2 separate regions of the Mus musculus genome follow, and region 1 is linked to region 2. A link is a contact called in public promoter capture Hi-C data. All regions are on one chromosome and are shown on one strand. Each heading gives the region's core, a stretch centred on a gene start, on an enhancer-like site or on the middle of the called end of the contact. The rest is flanking DNA. Distances are from core to core; before and after follow the strand shown. Region 1 holds the start of Myo1g (myosin IG). Region 2 holds the start of Selenom (selenoprotein M).

Region 1 (6,773 bases), core at 3,846-6,345, 3.0 Mb after region 2:
CACCTCAAAGCCGTAAATGTCCAGCACCCCAATGACAGTATCCTTGCCATCACACCGAGGGTCTCGGTTTCGGGGTTCCATGATGCTATTGATCTTGTTCACAACCCACTCAAACAGTCGCTGGTACATCGCCTGGAGCAGAGCATGTTTTGTGCTACCAGCTCACTGTTCCTATCATACCTCCATGGTTTCTCCCTCCAACTACTCTGAGAATACCTTTGCACAGGCATCCCGGGCATAGCTGGCCTCAGCCACGGTGTGGCTCTTCTCAATGACTTCTCGGCCTCCTGAAGCCACTGTTCGAGCCAGCAGGGTTCGCAGAACAAGGTCTCTGGGAGTGGCTGTCAGCTTGGCCACATATCCTACCAGGGCCTCATCAGCCACTTCCAGGCCTCCTTTCTGTGGTCCATTTTCCTCTGTCTCCACAAACTCGATGTTTCCCTGGTGATGAAGAGTCCGTGAACAGGCTAGGCTCCATGTCTCCAAAGGAGCCTAGCTCTCCTTTGGATGGAGAGAAGGAAGGAAGGAAGGCAGAGGGTGTGGATATGGGAGTCACAGCTTCCACTTAGACAATACTGTCTACTAATCACTGTGGAACACAGACATGACAGAGTTCTAAAGCCTTCAACTTGGGCCTTTTAAAGAGAACTGAAGCCAAAAGTTGCTGAGGAATAGCTATCAGGCCGAGGTGCCAAAGGCTTGATCTTCAAGGCTGAGCTGTTGAGGAGCACAGCCTCTTCCAGACCCCTCCTGTGCTTCGCCAACTCAGACTCAGCAGAGGAGGGAGGCAGCTCAGCTGGAATATCCCCAGTGAGTCAAATCCTTCCCCTCTGGAGGCTCCCAGGCAGGGAGTTAGCCCTCCCAGGTCTTCCAAGCCAAGCTCACCAGGTGTAATATGGCGGCAAGGATGCGATGGATGGACTCCACCTCGTCAGGACTGAAGCCGATGATCCTCATGGCCTCCATCACTCCTTGGTGGCTCTTCTCATCACTGTCCAAGGCCTAGGGTGGAAGGTGTTTACCATCCAGGCTAACATAGGCCCTGGAAGTCTGCCCTTAACCTAACCTAATCTCAGATCTCCATTGCTGGCACCTGCTCACCCCACCCCTTCTCCTCCACGAATCCCAATTCTTCCATCCCTGGCACTTGCTCATCCTGTATCTGGCCTAAGCTAATCACTGTCCACTCCCTGAGTCTGACAGACCCGTACCCCTTGCCCTCACATTGTGCACACCCATGTTGAGCCCAGCTCCCTGACGCGTGAAATTATACACAGCAGGATTTCTTTCCAGATGCAGTCCTTGCAGCTCTTGGTCCTCACTGCCTCGAAGCAACTGAAGGGCACAGAAGTTCTTTAGTCAGGCACTGGGTTCCAAGGCCCCTCCTCTACCAATCCCATCCCCCAGCAGAAACAGGATGACTCAGGCACAGAACCCATAGAAAAAACTGACTGTGTCCTCTCATATTCTCTTGGTGTCTGATGTTGGGACATCTCTCAAGGATCCCCCAGCCTTTGGTGTCTGGGGTATTATGCTTGCGATAGAGGTTAGGGGAATAAAGTCAGTGGTTGGGGGCAGGTTAGTGTGGGATAGGGAGGGAAAATTGGGGGTAGTGAAGAAGGGATGGAGGACAGGTCCAGCCGCTTGCCCCTCCCTGCTTCTCCTGTTTGCTAACTCTCATCCCCTCTCCACTCACAGAGGCTTTACCTGGTAGAAGGCATGGAAGTTCCTCTCACCTACATGTTGCTTGAGAACCCTAGACTGAGGCAAGAGGGGTAATTGGATTCCAGCCTGGGAGGGTGTCTGTACCAGCGACCCCATCATGTGTTTCCAGGTGGAAAGTAGCCCGGGATCAAGAACGCTGGGACAGAGGGACACTGAAGCCTGGGGAAGAGCCACTAAGAACTCTGTCTTCCTAACAAATCAGTGTGCTCCCAGTCCCCGGGGCCTTTCGCGGAGGGGAAGGGTCTCCGCAGCCAAGCTGCCCACCTTCTCCAGCAGGTAGCTGTGGATGTGTCCACCAACAGGATCCCCCTTGAAGTCGAAGTTGATGTCCATGTACTTGCCAAAGCGGCTGGAGTTGTGGTTGCGATTGGTGCGGGCATTGCCAAAGGCTTCGAGCACACAGGTGGACTTGAGGAGCACATTCTTCACCCTGTGGACAGAGGGGCCGTAGGGTCAGTGCAACATCCCCATCTAAAAACAACTGCAGCATCTCGGGATGGGCCCGGAAGCTGAGCTGGCTGGCTGTGAGGGACTGAGTGGTCTAGCGTGTTCAGCAAATGCTGCGTGCCCATTCCCCATGACCCATCTGTTTTGCAGTAGATCTTTCGCTACAGATGGGTAGTAATGGTTCCATGCTGGGGCACTGACATTCCCGCAAGCGTCCTGCCAGCCTCTACCACAACACCAATCACTACAGGAAGAGACAAGCTAAGACTTCTGCAGGGCCTGTATGGGGAGTGGAGGACCAGGCAGACCAGCCCATTTTCTGGATCAGGCAGCTGGAATTTGCCTGCCTGACCCTCTTACTAGGCTGCCAATTTCTCCAGGCTTCTGTGGGCTCCCCAAGATGTTCCCTGTCCTGCTTTGAGACACTTGATAACTACCTGTTGATACTATCCCCTCCCCAACTGGCAGTGTATATTCCTTGGCTGAATCTCACCTCCTACATCTGGAAGGTCCCTGGTGTGGCTTTAGAACTCGGGCAGCAGCCTGGAGCCTTCCCAACAGAAAGTGGCTTAAGCTGGCCTTTACCTTTCTTTTTTCTTTTTCTTTGTTTCTTCCTTCTTCTTCTTCTTCTTTTCCTTTCTAGTCCAAGGCCCTTCCCTAGCAAAGAAGCTTCAACCCAGCTGGGACCCCAGTGCTCACCTCTCCACCTCAGCCCTCTGGCTTGGGTTGGTGACAGCAGCAATGTACTGCATGATGTGCTTGCTGGCTTCTGTCTTCCCTGCCCCACTCTCCCCTGCCGAGAAGATAGGAAATGATAGAACCAACTGGGTTGGGTACCACTAGCCCAGATCCTTGTCCCAGTCCAACCCACAAATGTGGAAGCACCATCACCCTCATTTCTTAGTCAGGCGTGGCTCCGGCATCTGGTTTACCGGGACAGGTACCTGAGATGACGATGCAGGTGTCCCTGGATCTGCGCTTCATTGCCTTGTAAGCAGCATTGGCCACGGCGTAAAGATGAGGTGGTCGCTCATAGAGCTCGCGGCCCTGGTACTTGGCAATGGCCTCTGGCCCATACAATGGCAGTTCCTGGTAGGGGTTCACGGATACGAGCACCTCACCAATGTAGGTATAGATACGGCCCTTCTCAAACCTGGGTATAGCATAACAAGACTTCTATATTCACATCCATGAGAGGCCCACGTGGGAGGCCTCGAGCAGTCAGCACCCCCTCCCAGAAAGAGCATAGAGAAGAGAAAAGGGACCTCACTGACTTAAGACCCCTTGGTGCCATCCTCAGTAAGCTGAGCCACCCAGAGCAGCCCTCAGCACAGTGCAAAGGGTGTGGTCCACACTGCTCTCTGCCAGGATGCTCAGGTCTCAGGAACCAGGAATATCTATCCCACAAAGGTAACGGCCCTGCAGGGGTCATCTTTCCCAGGTGACTCCTACAGGGCAGTTGGGCTGAGACTGTGAAAAGGGGACTCTTCCAGAGAGTGGGGGGTGGGGGGGGTGGGGGGCTTGGTTGTTTCCTGTCTCAGAGTCTAGGCGGGACCAGATCCGGAAGGGGACTCGCCCTGCCCCACCCAAATCATAGCGTGGTGATTTGCTAGTCTTTGCAACCCCAGCCATGGCCACCGTCCCTCTCCAGCACATCTCAAACTCCTCCACCCTTCCGTTTACTAACCATATTAGAAGCAGGAACCTAGGGCTGTACCTCTCTTGGGTTTTGTGCTCTGGGAGGAGTACTAGCCTCCTTGGGGCCCCAACTGTCCTCTCGGTGTGTGGGGCCCGCTCAACCCCAGGCAGGCCTCTTCAGGGTTCCTCTTTCTCTGCCCCCTCTGACAAGTCACGCCCTGGGACTACAAGTTTTGTGACCTGCAGCCACTGTCTTCCTCGGCTCAGCATACAAAGCATGGAGGGCATGCTTGTGAGCTTGCTTTTCGAGAGAATGAGGCAGTCTAACAAAGCATTGAACTCATTTCCTGGATAAAGCTCTCCATGTGGCAGCCTAGGACCTCCATCTCTGCACCTAGTGAGATTCCTGGTCCCCAGTTGCTCTCTAAGGAGCTTCCTAGCACACAACAATCCTCCCTAGGAGGTGTGTATGAAGTCCAGCCGCACACAAGGCCATTTAACATGCTGTGCTTCTAGCTCCTGGACCCCTCCCTGCTTTTTTCAGTGAGAAAGCAGGCTGCACTGTCAATTCTCCTAGTCCTAGCCTGTGACCCCTCCCATGAACAACTCCCAACCCAGAACATCATATCAGCATCATATCAGCTTGCTTCGATTATTGCGATTCTGGGGTGGAGGGCACTTCATTTTGGAGTTCCTAAGGAAACTCAAGTCGGGTCACACATGGGACCCAGGGGGAAAGCATCAGCAGGTGACAGAGAGGAGATGCAGTACATTCCTGGTCCCCATGCCTTTGCCTGTCTTCCTCAGGACTCTGGGCTTGTCAACCAGGGTGTTGTGAGGGTGGCTGGGCAGCTCCATTCCTGACAGCTGGTTACTTTCTGAGTGGCCATTATCTCCTGGAGATGCTATCATTTCAGCCTGTATTGTCTAGGTATGTGTAGCCTTGTCCCCATTCCTGACGATGGGACCAGGGTACCTTCAGGGCTTCTCTCAGGTCTGTGTGGATGATAAGGGAGGAAAGGAAGGAAAGAAGCCCAGTACCGCATCCCCACCCCCACCTCACATCTACCTGAGCTCTAGGTTCTTCATGAAGTCCTCCATGGTCAGTTGATCCAAAAGCACGAAGTCTGGTTTCCCATACTCAGGGCCTTCTTCGTCCTCCATCCTGCCCACTGCAAGCATCCAAGGCAGGTCGCCAGAGCTTTCTGTACAGAGGTGAAGGGGAAGGCAGAAAGGGGAGGCCCAGCCCTGCCTGACTACTGCAGTACTTCAGTAAAGTAGGAAGTGGGTTCTGCCCGGGGAGTTTGGCCCTGCCCATTGCTACTCCCCTGCCTTGGTGCTTCAGACACTGCTTCCTGCTCCCTGGCCCACAAGGTCCATGCCTAACTGTCTGTCCTGATGGGGTCTTTACTGGCTTCCTTAAAGCTCTTCCCAAGCTAGGTTTGGCCATACCTGTCTGTAATCCCAAGCACTCCAAAGATTACGGGCAGGCTGGAATTCTCCCTCCCCTTGTCTGTCTGTCTTCCTTCCTTCCTTTGCTCCCTCCCTCTTTCCGTCTCTCTCTCTCTCTCTCTCTCTCTCTCTCTCTTTCTTTCTTTCTTTCTTTCTTTCTTTCTTTCTTTCTTTCTTTCTTCTATCTCTGTAGTCCAAGCTGGCCTCCCCAAAGTAGCTAGGATTATACCAGGCTCAGTAAGAAAGGATGCTTCTTCTTCTTTCTTTCTTTCTTTCTTTCTTTCTTTCTTTCTTTCTTTCTTTCTTTCTTTCTTTTTTTGGTTTTTCAAGACAGGGTTTCTCTGTGTGTCCTGGAACTCACTCTGTAGACCAGGCCAGCCTTGAACTCAGAAATCTACTTGCCTCTGCCTCCCAAGTGCTGGGATTAAAGGCATGTGCCACCACGCCTGGCAGGATGCTTCTTTTAAAACGTTTTAAACATCTATTTTGTGTACAAGTGCTTTGTCTACATGTATAAGTGCACCATATGCATGCTGGGTGTCTGCAGAGGGCTAGAGGGCTGGGTGGCCGTAAACTGCAGACCTTTGCAGGAGCAGTCAGTGCTCTTAACTTCTGAGCCATCTCTCTAGCCCAATAGATATTTCTTTTATTATTATTATTTTGGTTTTTTTTTTTTTTTTTTTTGGTTTTTCGAGACAGGGTTTCTCTGTATAGCCCTGGCTGTCCTGGAACTCACTTTGTAGACCAGGCTCCAGGCTTGCCTCGAACTCAGAAATCGGCCTGCCTCTGCCTCCCAAGTGCTGGGATTAAAGGCGTGCCAACAGATATTTCTTGGCCTCTCGTGGTTACCCAGCTGAACATCGCTGCCCCAGAGCTCAACATCAGCCAGGGGTGGCCACAATAGAGTTTAAACCATAAAGACTTCCTGCCTGACCCAGCAGATGAGGCAGTGGTGGGGACTCGGCACCCTGCGATTCCTCCCCACAGTGACAAGGGAGCGGAAGAGTACACTCTCCAGCCCTCTAGTGGGCTAGCCTTTGGTAGGACCCTCTTGCATATGCTCAGCTTCGTTCTCTCATCCAGCCTCTGAGATAAAACCATTAACTCTTGGAGCTCTGGGGCCTCATCTTAGCTCTCACAGGTCTTGGCTTATGGTTGAGCTTGTAGATTAGTGGTACATTGAAAAATGGCTAGGCGACCACTCAGGTTTCTCTGTGCAGTCCTCCCTCCTGATTACAGGGTCTGCCAGTGGGCAGCTCTCTCTGCTCCCTTGATGGCAGGCCCAAATGTTCCCAAATATGTGTTATTTGCAGGCCAATTTTGAGAGAGCTTGTATTCACAGATATCTGACAACTGTATTTTGTTTTGTTTTTGCTTTGTTTTGTTGTTGTTGTTTTGAGATAGGGCTTCTCTGTGTGTCCTTGACTGTCCTGGAAGTAGCTCTGTAGATCTGGCTCACTTTAAACTTAGAGATCTGCCTGCCTCTGCCTCCCATGTGCTGTAATCAAAGG
Region 2 (6,639 bases), core at 3,631-6,130:
ATCCCAGCTCTGACATAAAATGAAACAGTGCTTTTGGTCAAAGAGCTCTGAGCTTAATCATTGACTAGCCCTTGATCTCATAATGAATTTTCACCATGTATCATGCAAATTCTGTTTACTTTGGTCATAAAATGGAGCCCTGAATCTGGTTAAAGTCCAAGTTCTGAGCTTTGTTGTTAACTGAGCCTTGACCCTGGTCATATACTGAGCCTTAATCCCAGTCAAAGACTGAATCCTGACTCGAACCCAGGTTTAGTTCTAAGCCTATTGGACTTTCGTTATTGCTGTTGTTGCTATTGTTATTGGTGGTGGTGATATAGAATTTGAGAAAGCCCCACTATGAGGCCCAGGCTAGTCTTGAACTTGTGGTCCTTTTGCTTCTGCCTCCTTCCTTAAATTTTTGCTTAAATTGAAAAGTGACCCTGATGACCCTAAACTCATCACAGACTAAAACTTGAGTCCCAACCTATCCAAAGGGCCTAGACTGCACACTGGCACCTTAGGGGTATGGGTTGTGAGCAGAGCTCTATCCTGGGAGGTCTTGTGCTGCTGATGCTAGAATGTTCCTGGTACTGTTGCAGCCATTGTCTCCTGCTGGTTCTACTGGCTGGTGGTCAGCCCTCAGCAGACCAAGCTGTGGCCCAACAGCCACAGAGTCCAGGTTAATGCAATGAGAGTGGTTTGGTGGCATCTGTCCAGTGAACAACAAGGACTCATGGGGAACTGGGGTTTGGGTGTGTCAGCAGAAAAACCACAGGCTCTGTGGGGCCTCAGGCTTCTGTCACCCCGGGGGCCCTTATTGTGATAGGTAGAATCTCTCGGGTAGGGGTTGGGGTGCAGAGAGCCAATGAGTTATATTCCACTGTTTTGTAAACTAATTTTAACCCCTTGAGTTTAGTTGACATATACTTACAGAAAATATAGAACAGGATACAAAGAAGGAAACATTTACCTATAATTTTAACCTCCAAGAGATAGCCATTTTTATTTTTGGATTTTTTTCCCTTTAGATTGTTTTGATCTCATCTAATGTATTCGTGTATACGTTTTATAAAATTGGTTGGCTGCTATGGTGGCCATCCCATCCATTACCATCTATGTCCTCAACAAACAATAGTGTGGTTGACCTTGTACCCAGCTTTAGGAATGAGTCAAGATTGGTTATCCCAAGGACAAATTCTCAGGGCATGTGATTGAATCATGTGGAATTAGTGGGATATAAGAAGACTTTTGAGGATTTGAAAAGAGAAACGTATTTTATGTCCTGGCAAGTTTGAAAGCAAGAAGAAAGAAATGGATGATGGTCTCAGCAGCTCCTCACTAACCATACTCCTTCCCCTTTTGAAAGAAGTCGATTCACTGTCTCTCTAGCTGGCCTAGAACTCACAGACATCCACCCACCTCTGCTTGCTGAGTGCTGAGGTTAAAGGCTTGTTCTACCTCACTCAGCTCGGAAATTTTTTTTATTGTCTGTATTTATTGTGGGGATGGGAGTGTTTATGTGTGGGTGTGGGCATCCCACAGTGAGCTTGTGGAGGTCAGAGGACAACTCACAGGAGTTGGCTCTCCTACCTTGTGAGTTCCACAGATTGAGTTCAGGTTTTGTAGCAAGTGCCTTCACTTTCTGAGCCACCTAGGCAGCCCTTCACTCTTTAGATTTTGAAAGATGCTACCTCATTGCGGCTAGATTCACTGATTTGGCTAGACTGGCTGGCCAGCAAGCCCCCCCCCCCCCCAATCCTCCTCTCTCCCTGAGTTGATTAAACATGGCCTGGTGCACTTCTGGGCTTTCTAGGGGGCTGAGCTCAGGACCTGTGCTCGTCCCACAGAGCCATCTCTGCAGTTCTAAGCTTGTTTCAAACTCCTTGTTTTTGTTGTTGTTGTTGTTATTGTTGTTGCTGCTGCTGCTGTTGTTATTGTTGTTTTTGAGACAGGGTTTCTCTCTGTAGCCCTGGCTGTCCTGGAACTCACTCTGTAGACCAGGCTGACCTCAAACTCAGAAATCTGCCTGCCTCTGCCTCTCAAGTGCTGGGATTAAAGGTGTGTGCCACCACTGCCTGACTTGTTTCAAACTCTTAACAATCAAGCCAATGTGAAGGAGATGTAGAAGGGTCTTTCTCTGTAGCCTTGAGCTTGAGCCAATTGTCTTGCCTCTGCCCCCCGAGTGTTGTGATTACAAGTGTGAACCATCATACACAGCTAAAATCCTCTATGTGTGTGTGTGCATGTATGCATGAATATATGTATCTATGTATTATGTGTGTGGTATTTTAGGTTTGTTTTATGTGTACTGATGTTTTGTCTGTCTGTATGTTTGTGTACAGTGCTCACAGAAGCCAGAAGAGGGCATCTTATAGTGCATCTCTTGGAACCTGACTTAGATAGAGGTGGTTGTGGGCCACCATGTGGATGCTGGGAATTGTACCGTAGAAGAACATAAAGCCATGCTTTTAATGCCAGAGCTGCCTCTCTAGCCCGTGTGTGTGTGTGTGTGTGTGTGTGTGTGTGTGTTATTTTTGAGTTGGGTTCTCATAGGTTTAGGCTGGTCTTAAACTCACTATGAAACGGAAGATTACTTTTTAAATTTTTTATTTGTGTTTTATGTCTGTACTGGCTAGTTTTGTGTCAACCTGACACAGGCTGGAGTTATCACAGAGAAAGGAGCTTCAGTTGAGGAAATGCATTCACGAGATCCAGCTGTAAGGCATTTTCTCAATTAGTGATCAAGGGGGAAAGGCCCCTTGTGGGTGGGACCATCTCCCATCTCTGGGCTGGTAGACTTGGGTTCTATAAGAGAGCAGGCTGAGCAAGCCAGGGGAAGCAAGCCAGTAAGTAGCATCCCTCCATGGCCTCTGCATCAGCTCCTGCTTCCTGACCTGCTTGAGTTCCAGTCCTGACTTCCTTTGGTGATGAACAGTAGTATGGAAGTGTAAGCCGAATAAACCCTTTCCTCGCCAACTTGCTTCTTGGTCATGTTTGTGCAGGAATAGAAGCCCTGACTAAGACAATGTCCATGGAGATTTTGCTTGCAAGCATGTCTGAACAGTACATGCATTCCCCCGGTGCTTGTAGAGGCCAGGAGAAGGCATCAGATTCCCTAGAATGAGAACTACAGACAGTTGTTAGCTTCCATGTGGGTGCTAAGAATCAAACGTGGGCCCCCTGGAAGAACAACCGGTCCTCTTAACTGCTGAGCCATCTTTCCAGCCCCTCTGAGGATGGCTTTGAATTCTGATCCTCGTGCCCTGTCTCTTAAGGGCCAGGATTACAGGCTTGTATTATCATGGCTGGCTTTTCACACTGGTGTAGGAATCCAGACTCAGTCTTCATGCTTATACAACAATTGATTCTACATGTTAAGTTATCTCACCAATATTTTTATATTTGTTTATTTATTCATTTGTGTGTGTCTGTCTGTCTGTCTGTGAGTGCTTGATATTAGAAACATGCGACGGTCAGAGGACAATCTGTGGGAGTCTCTTCTTTCCTTTTGTCATGGGTTCTGGGACTTGAACTTAGGGCATCAGACTTGGCAGCAAGTGCCTATAGTCATGGAACTATCTGCTGATGGTTCTCCCCGCCCCATTTTTAATGCGCATTTTAAAAGTGGTGGAATAAGCCCAGAAAGGTAAAAATACCTTGGATCACAAGCAGCGTTGGCTCAGTGTTGACAAGGTTCTCTGAATCCTGTGGGAAAGGGCACAGCGTGTTCTTGCTGTCTGCCAGGGATTGGTTCCAGGGCACACTTCCATACCAAAACTCGAAATATGAGGATGCTCAAATCCATAGATAAAATGGCTTAGTATTTTCCTAAAGCCCGTGTGGCCTGATCTTGTACTTTCTATCATTTCTAGATAATTTATAACACCTAATACAATACAGATGCTATAAATAGTTGTAATGCTCTATTGGTTGGAATAACAACAAGAAAAGAGTCTGTACATGTTCAGTACAGAGGCAGTTTTTACTTCCTAATATTTCCAACTTGAGACTGGTTAAATCCAGGGTGACAAAAAACTGATTGTACTTGCTGTGTCTGCTGAAGGCATGAGGACATGGAGTGCCACCTGTTTCCTCCTTGGTCCAGGGAGATGATCCACAGAGGTGTTTGGGGCTCAAATCCAGATCTATGAATTGGCCTATTTTACATTTCTGAAACAGTTCCTAATCTGCAAAACGGAGTTCATTGCTGGAGGGGGCCGTTGTGATGAGGAAGGGGAAGAGCTAATAATGGAAGGTAACACAGCCAGAGTCTGTCCTAATCACCCTGCCCTCAGGAGGTTGAGTGAAGAGTATTGCTTTGAGTTCAAGGACAGTAGGAGATTGGTGTGTACCATCTCTGACCAGATACTGTTCTAATGAGATGCATTGTGTATATTAACCCTCCCAGCCTTTTCTAGGTAAAAAAGGATAGGTAGTATTCCTTTGTAAGAATTTATATTTATTATTATTATTATATGTGTGTGTGCACCGCGTGTGCCTGTACAGGCACGGACATGCCATGGTGAGCGGTTGGGGACGCCTGTGGAGGACAGAGCACAACTTGTGGGAATTGCTGTTTTTCTTTCACTTTTTTTTAGGTTTCAGGGATAAAACTCAGGAGTCAGGCTGTCATAACAAGCGCTTTTACCCTCTGAGCTTTCTTGAGCGGGGCGTAGGTAATGGTCCTCGCTTACAACGTGTGCTTTGGGGAATTGAAGCTTTGATCGGAATTTCGTTCAAAGACATCAAAAGCGTATAAAGGAGATCTCCTAGGTTCCTGCTTCCTTATCTTAACTCTCTGACCCAGAAATCCTTGTGTCCATCTGCGAACCTCCTGCGCCCTCTGGTGACGCGAAGTAGTGCTGTCTCCTGGCATCCTGCGGGAGCGTTTCACACTTAGTGGGCAAATGCAATATGGAGATTGTGAGAACTGGGAACATGAAGTCTGGAGGACCAGAGAGTAGCTGAGACAGGGATGGGGGTTAGTGGGAGGCAACCACCCGATTTGGGTGGGATGTCAGTGGGGCTGTTTCTAGCTCTGGGGGCGTGGTTTATGGCTGGGCGGAGCTTTTGGCTTGGGCGGGGCCAGCTTGCGGGCCAGACGTGGCGCAGCGGCCGAGTTTGGGTGCAGCCTGCGGAACGTCTCCTGCCAGGCACAGATGAGCATCCTACTGTCGCCGCCGTCGCTGCTGCTGCTTCTTGCAGCCCTTGTGGCTCCAGCCACCTCCACCACCAACTACCGACCGGATTGGAACCGTCTTCGAGGCCTGGCCAGGGGGCGGGTGGAGGTGAGTGCGCCTTTTCCCAACCTTAGTACGACAGTTCCACAACCTTGCTGCCCCTTATCCCAAGAATATAGTCCGGCCTCAGGAATACCAGAATTCCCGAAACACCCCCCCCCCCTTTCCCTCCTGCACGGCCCGGGAATCATTCCTTTTATTTCCCAGCCGCATGATGAACAGCATCTACTGTGGAAGTAAGAAGTCTCGTCCTTGTGGCCTGGCACTCTGAACCCTTGCCTCTGCTCCAGGCTTGGCCCTACCGTGGGTCTCTGGCTATAATTTTTTGAAAACTGGCCCCTTAGAACCCACCTTCTCTAAGGATAACCTCACCTTTCCCCATTATTTCTCCCCCCACCCAGACTTAGTGCCTGGCATTCCAGAATCTCTTTTCTTCTGGTGGGGAGAAAAGACCTAAGCTCCTCCCCTCACTGTACTCTGCTGGAGCTGGAGGAGAGGATAGGGAAATGAGATACCAACAGTCCACAGCCACCCTGGACCACCACCACCTGCCGGCCAAAGGACTCCCCTGGAGTCTTCCTAAGTGATTCCTATGTTTGCAGACTCTTCATGGGCCTTAGCTGGTTTATTTTTAATTTAAAAAAAAATTAACAAAAGGAAGTGTAAGGGAGGCCTGAAATAGGGAGGTCTGGACTTCCTGTTGGGCTGCGGCCTCCCATCAGGAATAGAGAAGGACCATCCATACTCCCAAGTTAGGGAAGATCAGCCAGATGGTTCCTGAAGCTGAACCACAGGTGGCTGGCAGGGCTGCCTCTGCATGGGGTGGGGTAGGGACCAGATGGCAGGTGCCTCTAACAGGGCCCTTAGGGTAGTTCTGAGCTGTTCCCTTCTAGTCTGACTTTCGTCTCAAGGGCCAAAGGCCAGGGTTAGAATTCTACCGACAACAGGGAGAATGCCGTAACCCATGTCTCCTGGGCATTGGTCAGCTATCAATAACATGCAGACAGGGACCCATGGCTGGTTTCTCTCCCTCATTCTTTACCTGTGGCTCTAGGCCTGAGCTTCCCAACCTGTACAGAGGTCTTCTTGCTCACAGGACTTTACTGCCACACCTTGATGCTTCTCTTTACGCTCACTGCCTGACCCAATTCAGTGTAAAGGACGGCATAGTCTTGGCTGTATAGCTAGCCTGTGAAGGACTCCTGGTTTATTATCCCATTTCTCTCTCTCTCCAGACCTGTGGAGGATGACAGTTGAATCGCCTAAAGGAGGTGAGTTTGAAGGAAGGGAGTCCCTCTTAGGGAATAAGGAGCACTGGTCACTGACTGGGGGCCTGGTGGGAATCCCTGTACTGTGAGGCAGGAGACTGGACCTGTCTTGGTATATGACCTGACTGGGCCTCATCGTCCATGTCTAT

The links. Promoter capture Hi-C pulls out the DNA fragments that hold promoters and counts their contacts.
Region 1: a promoter capture Hi-C map of embryonic stem cells shows a contact between it and region 2, with 10 times the contacts expected there. The contact joins the promoter of Myo1g here to the promoter of Selenom in region 2. A contact is called at or near these places in 3 of 39 promoter capture datasets (embryonic stem cells and liver).

What each region holds. Positions count from the first base shown.
Region 1 is chr11:6,515,863-6,522,635 of GRCm38.p6, forward strand. It overlaps Myo1g (myosin IG), which reads right to left and starts at 5,096. Exons shown (of 22, transcript NM_178440.4): 1 at 4,880-5,096; 2 at 3,117-3,325; 3 at 2,872-2,965; 4 at 1,990-2,155; 5 at 1,708-1,761; 6 at 1,225-1,335; 7 at 886-1,002; 8 at 217-441; 9 at 1-132. The coding sequence starts at 4,992.
Region 2 is chr11:3,509,804-3,516,442 of GRCm38.p6, forward strand. It overlaps Selenom (selenoprotein M), which reads left to right and starts at 4,881. Exons shown (of 5, transcript NM_053267.3): 1 at 4,881-5,270; 2 at 6,458-6,493. The coding sequence starts at 5,142.